Linked DNA regions of Mus musculus: region 2 is linked to region 1. The links are chromatin contacts, called in public promoter capture Hi-C maps. All regions are on one chromosome and are shown on one strand. The core of a region is the stretch at or near the end of the contact, and the rest is flanking DNA. Distances in the headings are between cores, read along the strand shown.

The links. Promoter capture Hi-C pulls out the DNA fragments that hold promoters and counts their contacts.
Region 2: a contact with region 1 is called in a promoter capture Hi-C map of liver, with 2.5 times the contacts expected there. The contact joins two enhancer-like sites. A contact is called at or near these places in 2 of 39 promoter capture datasets (hippocampal neurons and liver).

The regions. Positions count from the first base shown.
Region 1 is chr17:80,321,940-80,329,069 of GRCm38.p6, reverse strand. The region is part of intron 1 of Arhgef33 (Rho guanine nucleotide exchange factor (GEF) 33); the gene reads right to left. Among named protein-coding and RNA genes, the nearest start is that of Arhgef33, 18 kb to the right of the region's middle. Within about 2 kb of position 3,484, at least 6 of the 459 cell types and tissues checked have an H3K27ac peak or open chromatin away from gene starts, as enhancers often do. A contact at or near this core is called in liver, where this site is marked.
Region 2 is chr17:83,219,814-83,226,943 of GRCm38.p6, reverse strand. It overlaps Pkdcc (protein kinase domain containing, cytoplasmic), which reads right to left. Exons shown (of 7, transcript NM_134117.2): 2 at 6,788-6,910; 3 at 5,707-5,978; 4 at 5,075-5,154; 5 at 4,714-4,818; 6 at 2,988-3,161; 7 at 1,875-2,752. The coding sequence ends at 2,667. Among named protein-coding and RNA genes, the nearest start is that of Pkdcc, 8.1 kb to the right of the region's middle. Within about 2 kb of position 3,978, at least 39 of the 459 cell types and tissues checked have an H3K27ac peak or open chromatin away from gene starts, as enhancers often do. A contact at or near this core is called in liver, where this site is marked.

The sequences.
Region 1 (7,130 bases), core at 2,235-4,734:
GTGAAAGCACCCCTGAGACCCCAGAACTGAGCGGTAAAACGGCTGGAGTATCACAAGTTCAAGGTCATCATTTGGCTACAGATAGAATAGCAGGCCAGCCTGGGCTATATGAGACCCATTCTTAACAACAAAACAATAATAATATTAATAATAAACAATAGGATCGTAAGTTAAGAAATGGCAGGAGGAGCCATGACTGCTCCTGTTATTTTTTTTTCCCCTTAGTGTCAACAGGGTTGACTGCTACACAAAGTGAAATGTGGTTGCCTCCCCTCCTTCCATCTTAGTTAACTGGGCATCACTGTCACCATGGGTGGAAAAAAATAACTGTACCATTCCTTTTATAGAAGCAAGATTTGCAGAAGGAATTTTTTTTTTCTGAGATAAGGTCTTGTGTTTCCTAGGCTGATCTCTAACTCATGATTCCCCTGCCTCAACCCAACTTTCTGGGATCACAGACACACACCATCACACCCAACTCTCCTGGAGAGAATTTCTACACTCAAGTGTGTGCTCCTATTAATGAAGAATGTAGACTGGAAAGCACATTTGGAGGGGAAAATAAGCAAGATTCCACAGGGATAAGCAAGATTCTATGGGAAAGTAGCAGGACTTTTCTAGAAAATGTCTTCTGGCAATTCCAGATCTTTCTTGAGATCTTTCTTGTTGTAAGTTACCCATTCTGTACTGAGAATCCCTTCCTCTCGGAGCCCAGGAATTAATTAATTAATGTGATGTTAGGAATTGAATGTGGGTTAAGGCTGAAGCAAGTGCTTGTCCCTAGTTCCCTGGGATTCCATACTCTGACTTTGATAGTCTTTGAATCATTGTCTACCATGAAATAATAAATGTCCCTTACCAGTCTACGTGGCCTGCACACTCCCTTTATCTACCTTTCCTTGCATCTCCAAAATTGCAGTGGTAGCCTTTAAAATACACATCTGGGGCTTGGCAGGTCTTTGAGGAAATACTGCTAAAGCTTTAGAAAATGTTGGCCGATCTCTTGCTCATGCAGATCTGTATATAAAGTCATGATTTTCAACCTACACTCTTTGAAATCTCCAGGATTGATCTCTGCCCATGTCTTTCTAACTCTGTCCTTATTTGTGTCTCTGTCTCCCAGCTGTGTGTGTGTGTGTGTGTGTGTGTGTGCACGCGCGCATGTGTGTGTTATGTACATGTCTGTGTATGGATGCATGAGCCAATGTGTGAATGCTAAGACAGAGGCTGGAGGAAACCATCAGTTGTCCTCCTTTATGGCTGTCCTTGAACCTGGAGCTTCTGTTTTTCTGCCAGGCTGGCAGCCAGCAAGCCACAGATATGTCTCCAGCCACCCCCCATGCCCAGAATGCTGGGGTTACAGGCTTGTGAGACCATGCCCAGCTCATTACAAGAGTGCTAGGATTGGAACTCGCGTCCCTGTGGTTGTGCAGGTCTACTGACACGTCTCTCTAGGGTGACTCATATGTAGCTGAAGTTGCCCTTGAACTTCCGATCCTCCGGATTCTAGCTCTCAAGTGCTGGGATTATAAGCACGTGCCACCATGTCCAGTTTCTGTGGTGCTGAGCACTAAATGCAGGTCTTTTCTGCAAGCAAGGTGCTCTACCCAACTAAGCTCTGGCTCCACCAGGCTTTCTTGAGTGCTTTGAGGGGCTAAGCAGAAGCTTCAGGGTCCTGGGGTCCCCCTCTGGGTCCCCCTCACACAATACCTGCATTTGTTTGATTCCAATCTTATAATTTTTGGAAAGGATTTTCTTTTTTTTATTTTATTTTAATTAGGTATTTTCTTCATTTACATTTCCAGTGCTATCCCAGAAGTCCCCCATGCCCTCCCCACACCCACACCCACTCCCCTACCCACCCACTCCCACTTCTTGGCCCTGGCGTTCCCCTGTACTGAGGCATATAAAGTTTGCAAGTCCAATGGGCCTCTCTTCCCAGTGATGGCCGACTAGGCCATCTTCTGATTCATATGCAACTAGAGACACAAGCTCTGGGGTACTGGTTAGTTCATATTGTTGTTCCACCTATAGGGTTGCAGACCCCTTTAGCTCCTTGGGTACTTTCTCTAGCTCCTCCATTGGGGGCCCTGTGATCCATCCAATAGCTGACTGTGAAGGATTTTCTTTTTAAAATCTGTTTCTGCTCTTCAAAAGCAAAGGTTATAAAATTGTAAATATAGGGAAACAGAAACTTGGAAAATTGCATCTGAAAAGGGAAGGCCGGACTGTCATGAAATTAGCTGAAGAACTACACTGTAAAATTAACAGGGATCTGAAGAAGACCGCGGGCTCTCCTGCCCCTCCCCCAGGGTGACCTAGAATACTCACCCTCCTTCCCTACATACACGTACAATTACAAAAACTCAGGCTTGCCTATTACTTTCCAATTACTGCTGGGACCAAAATGGAAATGTTGGCACTTCAGGGAATTGAAATTAATTGAAAGCAGACTTGAGTTAATCTCCACTTCAGTGTCCTTTGCTGAATGGGTCTTCAGTGCATATTTCTAATTTAGTAGAACAAGAACTTTCTGTGTTGGGGGAAGGGTGCCAAGGAAATATTTCCCCAAAACTTAAATAATTCATCAGAACAAAGCCTGCAGACATGATCAGAAAGGAAAGTCTATATAACCTCTGTGATGTCCAACAACTACTGAAGACATTGTGCGAAGCATGCATTGGTGTTCATTTGTCCCTATGTCAGCTAAAATCAACGTCACTTGATGATGAGTAACACTGGCTTGTGTGTCATCATTTTTAACGCAAAGTCAGAAACATTGTACTTGGTCATCAGTGGGCACAGTGTTTACCCCCAGTCATTTCCCACAGACTGAGCCTCACCTCAGAGCGTGCCCTCCCTACACAAGCCGTACCACCTCACATGGCGGTTAGTTTTCTAGTTTTCTGGGTTTAATTGCTTCATGCCACAGCAACTACCCTTAAAAAAAAAAAAGCACAGCAAAATAAATAAGTAAATAAAAAGAGATAAAGCATTGATTCCTTTGTGGACTCTGTACTACTTGATTTCTGGTTTATGGTTGTTTTGTTTTGAGAGAGAAAAGATCTTGCCATGAAGATCTGGCTGGCCTGGAATTCGACTTGGGGCCCACGATGGCATCAAACTCAGAGCAGCCCTCTTGCCTCAGCCTCCCAACTACTTTTAGGTCTTTGAGTAAAACAGATTGAGTAGATGATTTTAAAAAGCGAGGGAGCCTGACTGAGTGATGAGGGAAAGACTGAGGGAAAAGGAGAGGAGGAAGAGCGGTTGGGGCACTGAGGCAGCTGGTAATGATGCCTGATGACCTAATTCCAGCAATTTGTCCTCTGACCTTCACATAGTGTACCGTAGATGCATGCTCCCCCGCCACTACCACCACACACACACACACACACACACACACACACACACACACACACAAGGAGGGGACTGTGGCTGACAACTCAAAGAACACCGAACTGGGCTGATGAAATGCAGTGTGTACTTTCTGACAGATAACTTCACTTGTTTGTGTATCCTCAGACAGAGCCCCATTAAGTAGCCCCGATTAGCCATAAACTTGGAATTCTTCTCACTCAGCCTGTCACACCAGCACACCTGACACTAAGTAAAAGTTAGGTGGCGAGATGGGCTGCATTCTAGACATTGGAGAATTGGTTCCTTTAAAAGCTGAAAAGAAATTAAGCAGAACAAATATCTGTGGGAAGGACCAAAAGGAGGGTAAGCCAGGTTCGGGGTCACACGCCTGCAATCTCAACCCTCTGGAGGCTGAAGCAGAAGGCTTTTTGAGTTCAAGGTCAGCTCAGGCAACATCACAACACTCTGAGAAGAGGAGGGGAGGGGAAGGGAAGTGAGAGGAAAGGAGGGGAGTATGGGGGGGGGGAGAAAAGGACGGTCCGTTATCGATCCTTTCAAATAAAGTCCAAATAATATCCTAGGAAAGTCTTAGAGATAGCAATGACTTGTATATAATCTCCTGCAAGTAAGATGTAATATGTAAACCACTGAGGTCGTTTTAGGATTCTGATATTAAATCTACTCTAAGATGATGAATTCTCACGTATCTTAAATAAAATACCATAAACAACGGATAGTACTGTGACAAATATAATTTGCTCTAGAATATCTTTATAAGTCTGTTCATATAACTCTGTAATCAACATAATAAAAGGAAGCAAGAAGTATAATGTGACCCCTGGAAGTCACCTAATGAGAGAAAACAAATCTCACAGTGTGTAAGTACACGGGGTTTAAACAACGCTGTCATGAGGGCTGAAGAGATGGGTTAGCACTGGCTGGCTGCTTTCAGAGGACCCAGGTTCAATTCCCAGCACCCACGTGGTAGCTCAAGTCACATGTAACTCGAGGCCCAGGTAATCTGACTCCTTTCCTGGCTTCTGTGGGCGTCAGGCGCAGAGTGAGTTACATAGACATGCATGCAGGCAAAGCACTCATACATGGGAATTTTCTAAATGCATAAATGAAGGCATCTCAAAGATAATGTGTTTTTTACGCCTATGTCAAAACTGAATCACCAAATATATAGCTAGCTTTGACTACACATCGGGCTCCTCAGGTGAGAGCACTCAACCTCCTCCCCGCTCCAACCACACTCCCCAAAGGGCCTCAGGTGCTCTCAAAAAAAAAAAAATCTGAGAAAGCAATGTGAATTTTCACCCAGCAGACTATGAGAAACATGGTATTTACTACAGATGCCATTCAAAATAATGATTAGAAGAGTCATTCAGGGGTCAAGTGCGGGTCCTGGGTTTGTTTCCCAATACCAAAACTTAGTGGATAGACTGGCGAGGAAAACAAAACTATTTTATTCTATCAGCAGCGCAAAGTTCCCCTAAGAGAAAGCCTGCACCCAGCAACGGGCTTGAAGAACCAAGAGTCAGCAGGACTCCTAGACAACTCTCACTTTCCAAACCAACTCTGGTTCCCCACCACAGCCCTGGTGTGTCCAGAGCCAGCGGGAATCTAGAGAAAGCACTCAGAGCGGACCATTCCTTAGCTCAGGAGCACAGATCTTCCTTATATCAGAATGTGAACGGCCATTGGTCCTCCGAGCTACTCCATTGCCACGTTATTATCTTGCTTACTTGGGATTGGGTAATTTGGCTGAGTTGATGTGTCAAGACCTGGCAGGAAGAGAAGCGTGACGGCCTGCTCTCTCACGGCCAGTGCCTGCTCTGAGGTGAATGAGTACATGTTTAAGCCTCGTGTGAGATAACACAACTCATCAAAACTCAGGCCCTTCTTCCGGGGGCCCCTCTGTCTCTTGTTGTTGCTTGGTATACCTGAGTGTGTCAGAGTGGCTTTTGATAGCCTGGGTATTTCCTGAGCTGTGGTTCTGGCAGGAAGGTTCTGTGGCTCTTTCTACCCTGACTAGATTTTTTTCTGTCTCTGTCTCTCAAACATGTTGCCCAGCTGGACTCAGCTAAGGAGAAGCCTCTCAGGGGCTCTCAGTGAGAGGGAAAGCTCATGCCTTTCCTTCCAGCCCATGGGAGATCTCTGTGAGTTCAAGGCCAACCTGATCTATATAGTACGTTCCAGACCAGCCAGGGCTACATAGTGGGACTCTGTTACAAACAAACAAACCATCAATTTAAATAAAAAACAAAGTGACATCGCACCTGGTAAGGCCACCTGCAAGTGAAGAAGAACAACTAAAGACCCTTAGAGATATTCAGAGGGACAGTCCTGGCCTCCAGAGAAAGTTTCCTCCAGCCAGGAAAAGCCTGTTTGCAGAGACAGGGGTGGAGATCAATTGGGGGAAACTAAGTAGTCAGTCAGTCGTCCTGGGGAATTACCCCATCTGCTGAAGCAGAGAAATTTCAGGTCTCGCAAGTCCCAAATGAGGTGGCTGAGTCCATGCACTTTGTAAAATAGCTCATCAGCCACCAGGGCCTATTCTAGGTGAGAGGGGAAAGCAGGTTATTGCTGCCTCTCCTGGGAGAAGGTTTTTCATCATTCCGATAAAACGGCATCCAATTTGGATCTGCCTTTGGCACTTTGGGGGCTGCTAGGAAAACAGTAAAATGCAGTCTTCAGAGTGATTGTACCTTCCCACCATTGCCCAAGTGAGCAGACTCCAGAAGCTGGGAATCAGAGACAAAGTTTGGAAAATCTCTAACTTCAGAAACACATGGGTCATAGTCAGTGTACCCTGAGGGCCAGTGATACCCTGTGGCCACTAATACTGTTACCTCATCCCTCAGAGTCCTCATCTACAAGTCATGTGCAGCTCACCTAAAGACCTCAGTCCTTACAGGTCCCTGCCTGAACCCCCAGCCTCAGGCAACTCAAGTCCTGCTCACCCCCAAAGGGCAGCTATCCCCCATGGCCTCCAGGAAGTGGATGGTGCAGATTTTTGTTTGTTTTGTGAAGCCGGATCTCTAGTAGCCCAAGCTTTCTGTGCGGTGGAGGATGGCACTGGGCTGAACCGGTGATCCCCCTGCCTCTGCTTCCTAAGTGCTGGGATTATAGGAGTACACCTCCACCTTTCTTTTTATGCAGTGCCGGGGTTAAGTGCACGCTTGACAAGCCCGCTACCAGCTCTACCCTAACCCTGCCTCGTGGTTAACTGTCACCTCTCCTTACTAACTCATCATTCTTAGAACCCAGTGGCACAGACTTAAATATAAAACAGTCCTTATCTTAGACAGGCTCAGCTAACCTTGGCTAAGCTCCAACTTGTTACATAGCCATGGAACTTCTGCTCTTCCTGCCTCCACCTCCTGAGTGCTGAGATTATCCACGCCTCACCAAGCTTACATTTTCTTAATCAATGACCAGTGTGTATTTTCTTCATTACTTTTATTATTTTATATTTTCATCTTATTTCATGTATGATTTCCCCTGCCCCAGACTAAGACCAACTGAATCCAACCTATTCTTTTTTAGAGAATGGGTAAGACTTGACACATTGGTACAAGTCACAATGGTAAACTTGACCTATAAGGAATACTCCTGGCTAAGCCTCCTGAGTACTAAGAATACAGGCATGCACTCCACACCAGACTATAGTCAAATGCATACCTATCTTACAGTTAGTTGGCTGTTTTCGGAACAAAGAGAAGAGGACAGCCCTTCTATCAAGAGTCCAGAACAAGAACAGACAAACT
Region 2 (7,130 bases), core at 2,729-5,228, 2.9 Mb before region 1:
GGAGATCGGAGGCTTCTGGAAAGCTAAAACCCCACAGGCTGGATCCTGGCTCCCTCAGGACAAACACCCATCTCATTGCCCAGAGGATTAAAGGAGAAGTGCATGGGAGGGCAGCCGAGAACAATCCTAGTTAGTCAAGCAACTCTCTGCCTCTTGATCCAGGAGCGGGGGGCAAACCGTGTTTTACATGTTCTGGCCAAAGAATGAAAATGCCAGAAGCTGTTGTCATGGACGGGGGTGGGTGGGCACATTATCCCAAAGTCTCCTAATCCCATTTTCTGCTTTCAAGTTAATCCTCTTCCTAGCTTTTTCTGTCTGTTGCACACTCCACTCCCCGGGACACTGGCCAGGGAGCCAGCTCATTCTTCTTAGTCAAAGGCAGTGCTGGCTTGGGGGTTTGAGGGTACCCTAGGCAGGGGTGCTCAGACAGTCTGATATGCCTTGCTCCCTGAAGCAGCCCTGGGTGCTCTCTGTGAACAGACCACAGGCAGACATTGAGTTCTCAGTTAACTAATGCTACAAGGGCAAGCCCTGCGTGCTCGACTAACCGATAAAACAGTGGCAGTGTTTGCCAATATGGCCACAGTACTGGCTGCGGACAGAATTTCATTCATTCCAAACTCTTCAGGTAGTATGACCCTATAATTTACTGACATATACATTCAGGGAGGTTATTTTAGCCAGCTTAGACACTAGCACTTCCGAGGACTGCTGGCCATCCTGGTCTGGTCCTGATAGACCCTTCAGCTACACCGTCTCCTCACCTTGTTTCTGTCTTCCTTGACTTTGAAACAGCCTTGAACGCCCCCATCCCACCAGGCTTCCCTTCTCTGACATCGGCCGAGGCTGCAGTAGGTGAACGTATTTCTCTCTGCCCACTGCTCCAGGAAAATCATGGCTGCTCCAGTGGGGTGGGACAGAGCGGGTGTCACGCTCTGGTTCTGGAGTCTGTGGGAAGGAGAAAACTATGCAGCCAGGACCCGAGAGACAGGAAGATGTGCACGTGCCATCTGGAGGGGAGAATAATGCTTCCGGATAGTGACACCCCTTTCCTGGGCACGTCTTAGCCTTGCCACTCCAGGTTGCAAATGTGTTTTCTCTCAAGTTTGCAGGACTAAGTGTGGCTGTTTGTCCTCAGGGAGGGGGTGGGGTGTAAGGTAAGCTGTACAGGTTTGAGGGGAAAACTGTCCCTGTCCCTTTAGCTACTGGGTGACTCTTTCTGAGAAGGTTCTATGCCTTGGCTTGTTGCAGTCTCAGCATAGGGACGAGTTCTCCAACCCGATCTCTCTTCCCCTTTCTCCCCCAAACCCGTCTCATCATTTTCCCTCTGGTTCATATGCTCCCTGCTAGATGGTTCTTGCTAAATTCAGAAAACTGAAGCTCGCTCTTCCAAAGAGCCTTCTTTCTCTTCACTCTCTATGTATTTCTCGCTGAAGAAAGGACCTAAAAAAAAAAAAGAAAGAAAAGAAACCTGCCCATGAACTTGTGCCGGACATCGGTGGTCACACAGGTGTAGGTGCACCAGGCCAAGCCTGGAGGTCGCTTGGCTAACTCCTTCTATCTTAATTATTTCTCCATCAGGTAATTGAGATGGCCAACACCCTACTATGGAGATAGCACTCTTGGGCTAAGGCTTTGTGCACAGGAAGTCAAAAATGTGTTCAAGTTAGAACCTCCTTGAGGGGATGGGACCCACCCTCACATCTGCTCAGGGTAGGCATCAAGGGCCACCGAGTTTTCAGGGTTTGCCACTGAGATTTCGCTCCCCGTAGGTTGCCAAACTCCATCAGACAGACACACACCACCAGCCAAACGCACTACAGGCATAACTGGGGCTGAGAGACAGTCTTCTCACGAGCTCATGACGGAGGGGAGCATTTGTCACAAAACATCATTTTATTAATTGATTAATTTTTTTTTTTACAAAAATAAACAATTTAATGAACGAGAAGTATAAAAGCTTCTGGGTACGCAAACTCCAGGAGGGGGAGGAGCCTGGCCTCCAGGAGGGGGAGGAGCCTGGCCTCCAGGAGTGGGAGGAGCCTGGCTGCGGCTGCTCCCTGGCTTTCACTGAAAGCAAATGAGGCAGAGAGGCCCCGACCCTACCCCCACCCCAGTCCTGGCTCAAATGCAATCTGCTCCTCCACTCTAGTCTTGGCTCATATGGATGCGAGCACTGCTGCCCACGGCCTCGGGGCTGGCCTAGGAGCAACCTCTAGGGAGAGGCCCGAGAGCCTTCTTCCCAGTGCTGGTTCACTCACATCTCCGCATCCCGCGCTCTCCATTTGGAGCGGAGCTGAGCTGAGAGAGCACTCTGAGACTGGTTGTCCCCAGGCAGCTCCTGCCCACGGTGGCTTATGCAGCAGCAGTGTTCTGGCTACATTCTCAAAGCATGAATGCAGTAATGGGCTGCCCACGGGACTGTCCCAGTTAAGACCAGCCTGAGCCCTGCTCACAGCCTACAGCTCCAGAGAGGCAATCGGGTTCCAACCAGTCTGGGACTGAAGCTGGCAAACTCACATTTTAACATTTTTGCATATTGCACGTTTTGTCCTGGTCACATCAGTTGCTCTGGGAGCTAGCTTTTGTCTGCAGGGGTTCCCAGGTGGGATGCAAGTCACGCCTGCAGCAGGCAAGCCCAGCTGGTCAGCTGAGCCCACAACCAGTCAACCAGGGGCCTTCACATATGTGGTCTTGCCGGCATCAGGGACCACTTGGTTCCATCCAGTCTTAAAAAAGACCAGCTTCCGACCTAGGGGCAGAGATAAGAGTTTACAGATCTGGGTAATTTTCTTCTTGGAGGTAAGACTACTTTCTATAAAGTGACTGACTTGAAGGATATATATATATATATATATATATATATATATATATATATATATATCATCACCATCTCTGCCTGCCCTCTGGCTTTTCTGAGGGGAGCCCTTCACATCTTTTGGAGACGTATAGCCATTCTTTTGAGATACCCCCTCCCTCTGGCTCACCTGTCCAGGTGGTCTGGTTGGTGACCACAAAGGCACGACACTGAGCATGGCTCTCACAGACATCTATAGCCTCAGCCAGGTTGAACACGGACAGGAGGCAGCCGCCGTGGTGATAGGATGGCCAGCAGCGATAGTCCTCCTGTGTGATGGCACTGTCCGGGATGCGCTGGTACTCTAAGAGTTAAAGGGAAGAGAGTGAGAACTGTGTGCCCGGGGCGGGCGAGGGCTGAGGATGGCTCTGTGAGCAGGGATCGCAAGACTCATTTGCTAGACGAAAGCTGAAGTCCAGGCCAGTGCACCCAGCCTGGAAATGAAGGCAGCGAGAGCTCTTCAAGCTCACATTACAGCTAGGTAGACTTGGGTTTGAGGGCACACACATCTCTTAGATTTAAGGCCACGTAGCTAGTATCAACAGCATAGAACGAATGGCATATGTGGGCCAGGCACGTACTCAGAGATAACCAGCTGTCTGTGTCGGAGCTCAGGGAGTTTTAGACATGCAGGACAAGGCTTCTCACACATCGTGGTACATGTGCACTTTCATGCAGTATTACCGAAATGTAGGTACTGATTTGGGAAGGCCTGGGGTGGGGCCTGAGGATTCCTGACTCGATTCTAGTCCTGTCCACGCGGGGCAAGGGTTCAGAGCCCCTCAGACATACTTGGTCCTGACTTTGCGGAGAGGCCAGCTAAGCTTCTAAGATAGACCTGGGACTCCAGCAAAGGAGTTTGCGGTTAAGAAGCAGGTAGATGGACACAAAATGCCACAATTCGGGGTTCAAGGACTTGAGAAGGGTTGGGAGTTCCCTGTGGTTCAGAGCCTCAGATGCTCAGTGAGTGCAGAGGCTCTTCAAGAGGCTGAGAGGTGGGCCTCTGGTTCACTGGTCTTTCCCACCACCCTAGGAGCCCCAGTTGCTGCCTGATAATGCAGAAGCCCTGGGCCTCTGGCCACCCCACCCTCCTGCCTCCTTCTCCTGCCAGGGACCAAAGTCCAGGCAGGGTTGCCTGTGATTTATGGCCCCATAAACGGAGTCCTCAGGGACAGAGCCAGCCATTGTTCACCTCGTTAAACTTTATTTACAGGGCTAACGAGGGCTCCCCCACCCCTAAGGCTGGTCAGGCCTCCTTGAAAATGGAGGCTGCTCCCCCCATACCCCCCAACCATTGCTAAACCCTTAGGCTTCTGTAGAGGGACCACTGCCTGTAACAGTAGCTATAGTTCCCCCCCCCTCCCTGGGGGAAACAGCTTCTTGGCTGGTTTCAGAGTAGGCTGCCCCCTCCTCCGGCTGCCCTCCATGCCCCAGGAGTGCAGAGGAAGGGAAGAGAAGCTAATGTGTGTTGTGATCCAGCTGTGTAACAGGCACTGTGCTAATTGCTTTTACACACCTTGTAGGCTAGTTAATCCCCATAAGAAAGTTTGCTAGGTGAATTATTTTGAACCCAATTCACAGTTGAGAAAAAAAGAGGCCCCAGGGGTAAGTCATACAGCCAGCTCCTTGGAGGGGTTTGAAGCCATTCTTACAGAGGGTGTCAGTGCTCACCCAACTGCTCAAGGCAAATGCTTGCTGTTTCAGGTTAGTCAGAGGCAGGGCTTCAAAGCGAGAGTGGCCTTTGGAGACCAAGTCTCTGAAGAAAGTAAGTAATAGCCCAGTGGGTGGAGGTCACTCACTCATAATCCTGCTCCTGCCTGCCCAGTCCCTGGGTTCCTGCCCTGTCCATCACTCACCAGCCCTGCTGCTTGTAGAGTTCTGCAGGTACTGCCCACTTCGGAACAAGTGTAGCGCTGTCTCCAGCTGGGCCAGGGTCTCATCCACCCCCCAGGCGAGCTCTCCTGCAAAGTGTGGTATGGTTACTACCACATGCCCGGTTACCACCACATGCCTGGCTCCCACTCCCATTCCTCCCATGGGAAGCCACCCTCTTTCCTTCCCGAAGCCAGGACTTGGTGGCTAAGGAGGGTCCTTACCACAGAACACTATCTTAGAATATAATGGGTCCTAGACCTTGCATGTCCCAGGGTCATGCTTGTCCCTATTTCTGATAGGGCAGGGGCAGGTAATCCGATGTGTACGGGTCCTGAGGCTTACCCGTGGCATTGACGATGCTATCCAGGAGAGGTCGGAGGGAAGGCGGGGCACTGTGTGGCAGGAGGTATGTGAAGAAGAACCTGTGGCAGAGAGGAGGTAGGGGCTCAGGGGCCCAGCCTTTGGAACTACATCCCTTCCATTAGCAATGGACTTCAACGTGGTCTGGGAAAGAAACCTCACACAGGGACCAGGCAGGCCTACACTACTTAGCTGTGAGGCATGGGCTTGGGCTCAGTTGTGACTACAGCTGATTGCAGACCAAACTGGGCCCAGAGGTCCATTTCTCTCCCCGTCCTCATCTTCCAGGCCACACTGTCCTCTGTTTGACCCGGTGGTGGAACAGCTCCATAGTTGGGGCTTCTCAGCTTCGAGGAGCTTTGTAAAGGTTAAGAGCTAGGGTGGAGAAGGCACATGCCAGTCCTGGCAGTCTCAGGCCCTGAATGCGACACTATTTTAGGAAGCCTCCAGCTGCCCCTCCAACCTAGCTCTCCTCAGCACTATCTATTCTTAGCTCCACAGCCACATTCGATCCTGCCTGGGCCCCTCAGTTCCCTAGGTCAAGGTTATTCTCCCTGGTTGGCTCTTACTCCACCAGTCCCCTTAGCTGGAGTCCCACCACGTATGGTCATTACCTGTAGGCATTGTAGAGGTTCCGTTTCTCATTCATGCCCTCGCACCAGCCCTGGGCCGAGCAGGGCAGGCTGAAGTTCCTGGCTGGAAACTCTAGCGTGCAGTCGGCACTGCTGGTGCACGGTGTCTCTTCCACGCGGGCATCATCCAGGTCTGTCACTTTCAGCTCCCCGTTCACTAGCACAAACTGCCGAGGGCGGAAGTCAAGCAGGGTGACCGAGCCCAGCGGGGAGTGGGCCAGGTGGTGGAGGAGGCGGCCAAGGCTGAGGCAGATCTGAGGGTGGGTCACACATAGGCTGGGTCAGGCCTGCTGGACTCACAGGCTCTGGCTTTAGCTTGGAGGTTGGCCTTTCTCTTTTTCTGGTCCCATTGGAAAAGTCATTGGTCTCTAACTGACCCTTGGCTGGACTAACCATTAGGAGTGAGATAGCAACAGGAGTGTTGAATGTGGCCTCAGTGTGTGGAACTAGGGCAGTGGCTCTCAACCTCCCTAATGCTGCGACCCTTTAATACAATTCATGTTGTGGTGACCCCACCACCACCACCACCATCAGGAAATTATTTTTGTTGCTACTTCGTAACTATAATTTTGCTATTGTTATTAATCATAACGTAAATCTGATATGCAGGATATCTGATATGCAATCCCTGAGCAAAGGGTCTTTTGATCCCCAAAGGGGTTTTGACCCTCAGGTTGAAAGGAAGCATCCAAATGTGTAAAAGGTGTGTGTGTGAGTGCATGTCGGGGCACACACGTGTATGTGTGTCCACACACCTATGCACACACTTGCCCTCATGGACCCATATGTGTGTACACTCACTCACATGAATGTGCACGTGTGCTATGGAGAGCAGGGAGAACAGCAGGAACACAAAAGGCCTGGCTCCTCTGTCCTGTTCTTTTTTTTTTTTTTTTTTAACCCTTTGGCCCATGGCCGAGCTAGTGTGTGCCCCTCCCTCCTTCCTTCCCTCCCTCCCTCCCTCCCTCCCTGGCTGAGGAGTTTAGGCTGCTCTGAGAGGCTGCCTTCTAAGGGAGAACCATCCCCACAAAAATCCCAGGCCTGAACCCTCCTCCCTGCTTACTCGGAATCGATCCTCCCAGGAAGTCTGCAACAGCTGGATCATCTCCACAGGGGCACCCAGCTCTGTGATGGTGGTCAGCGTGTCTGGGATGCCCTCACTGTCCTGGTAGCAATAGCCATAGAGCTGGGGGAGAGCCAGGGCAGGTCATTAGGTCACAGGGTAGGGAGACCAGGGAAAAGCCTGGGAAGTTTGGCCTCTGTTTCTTAGTTTCTACTGGCATGGTGACACCAGTCCTTCACCTCTTGTTAAAATCAGGGAAATGGGCAAACTTAGCCACCATGTCCCAACCAGGCACAATGCTAAAGGTATTATGCGCTTAATTCAGTTCTTATCTCTAAACTTC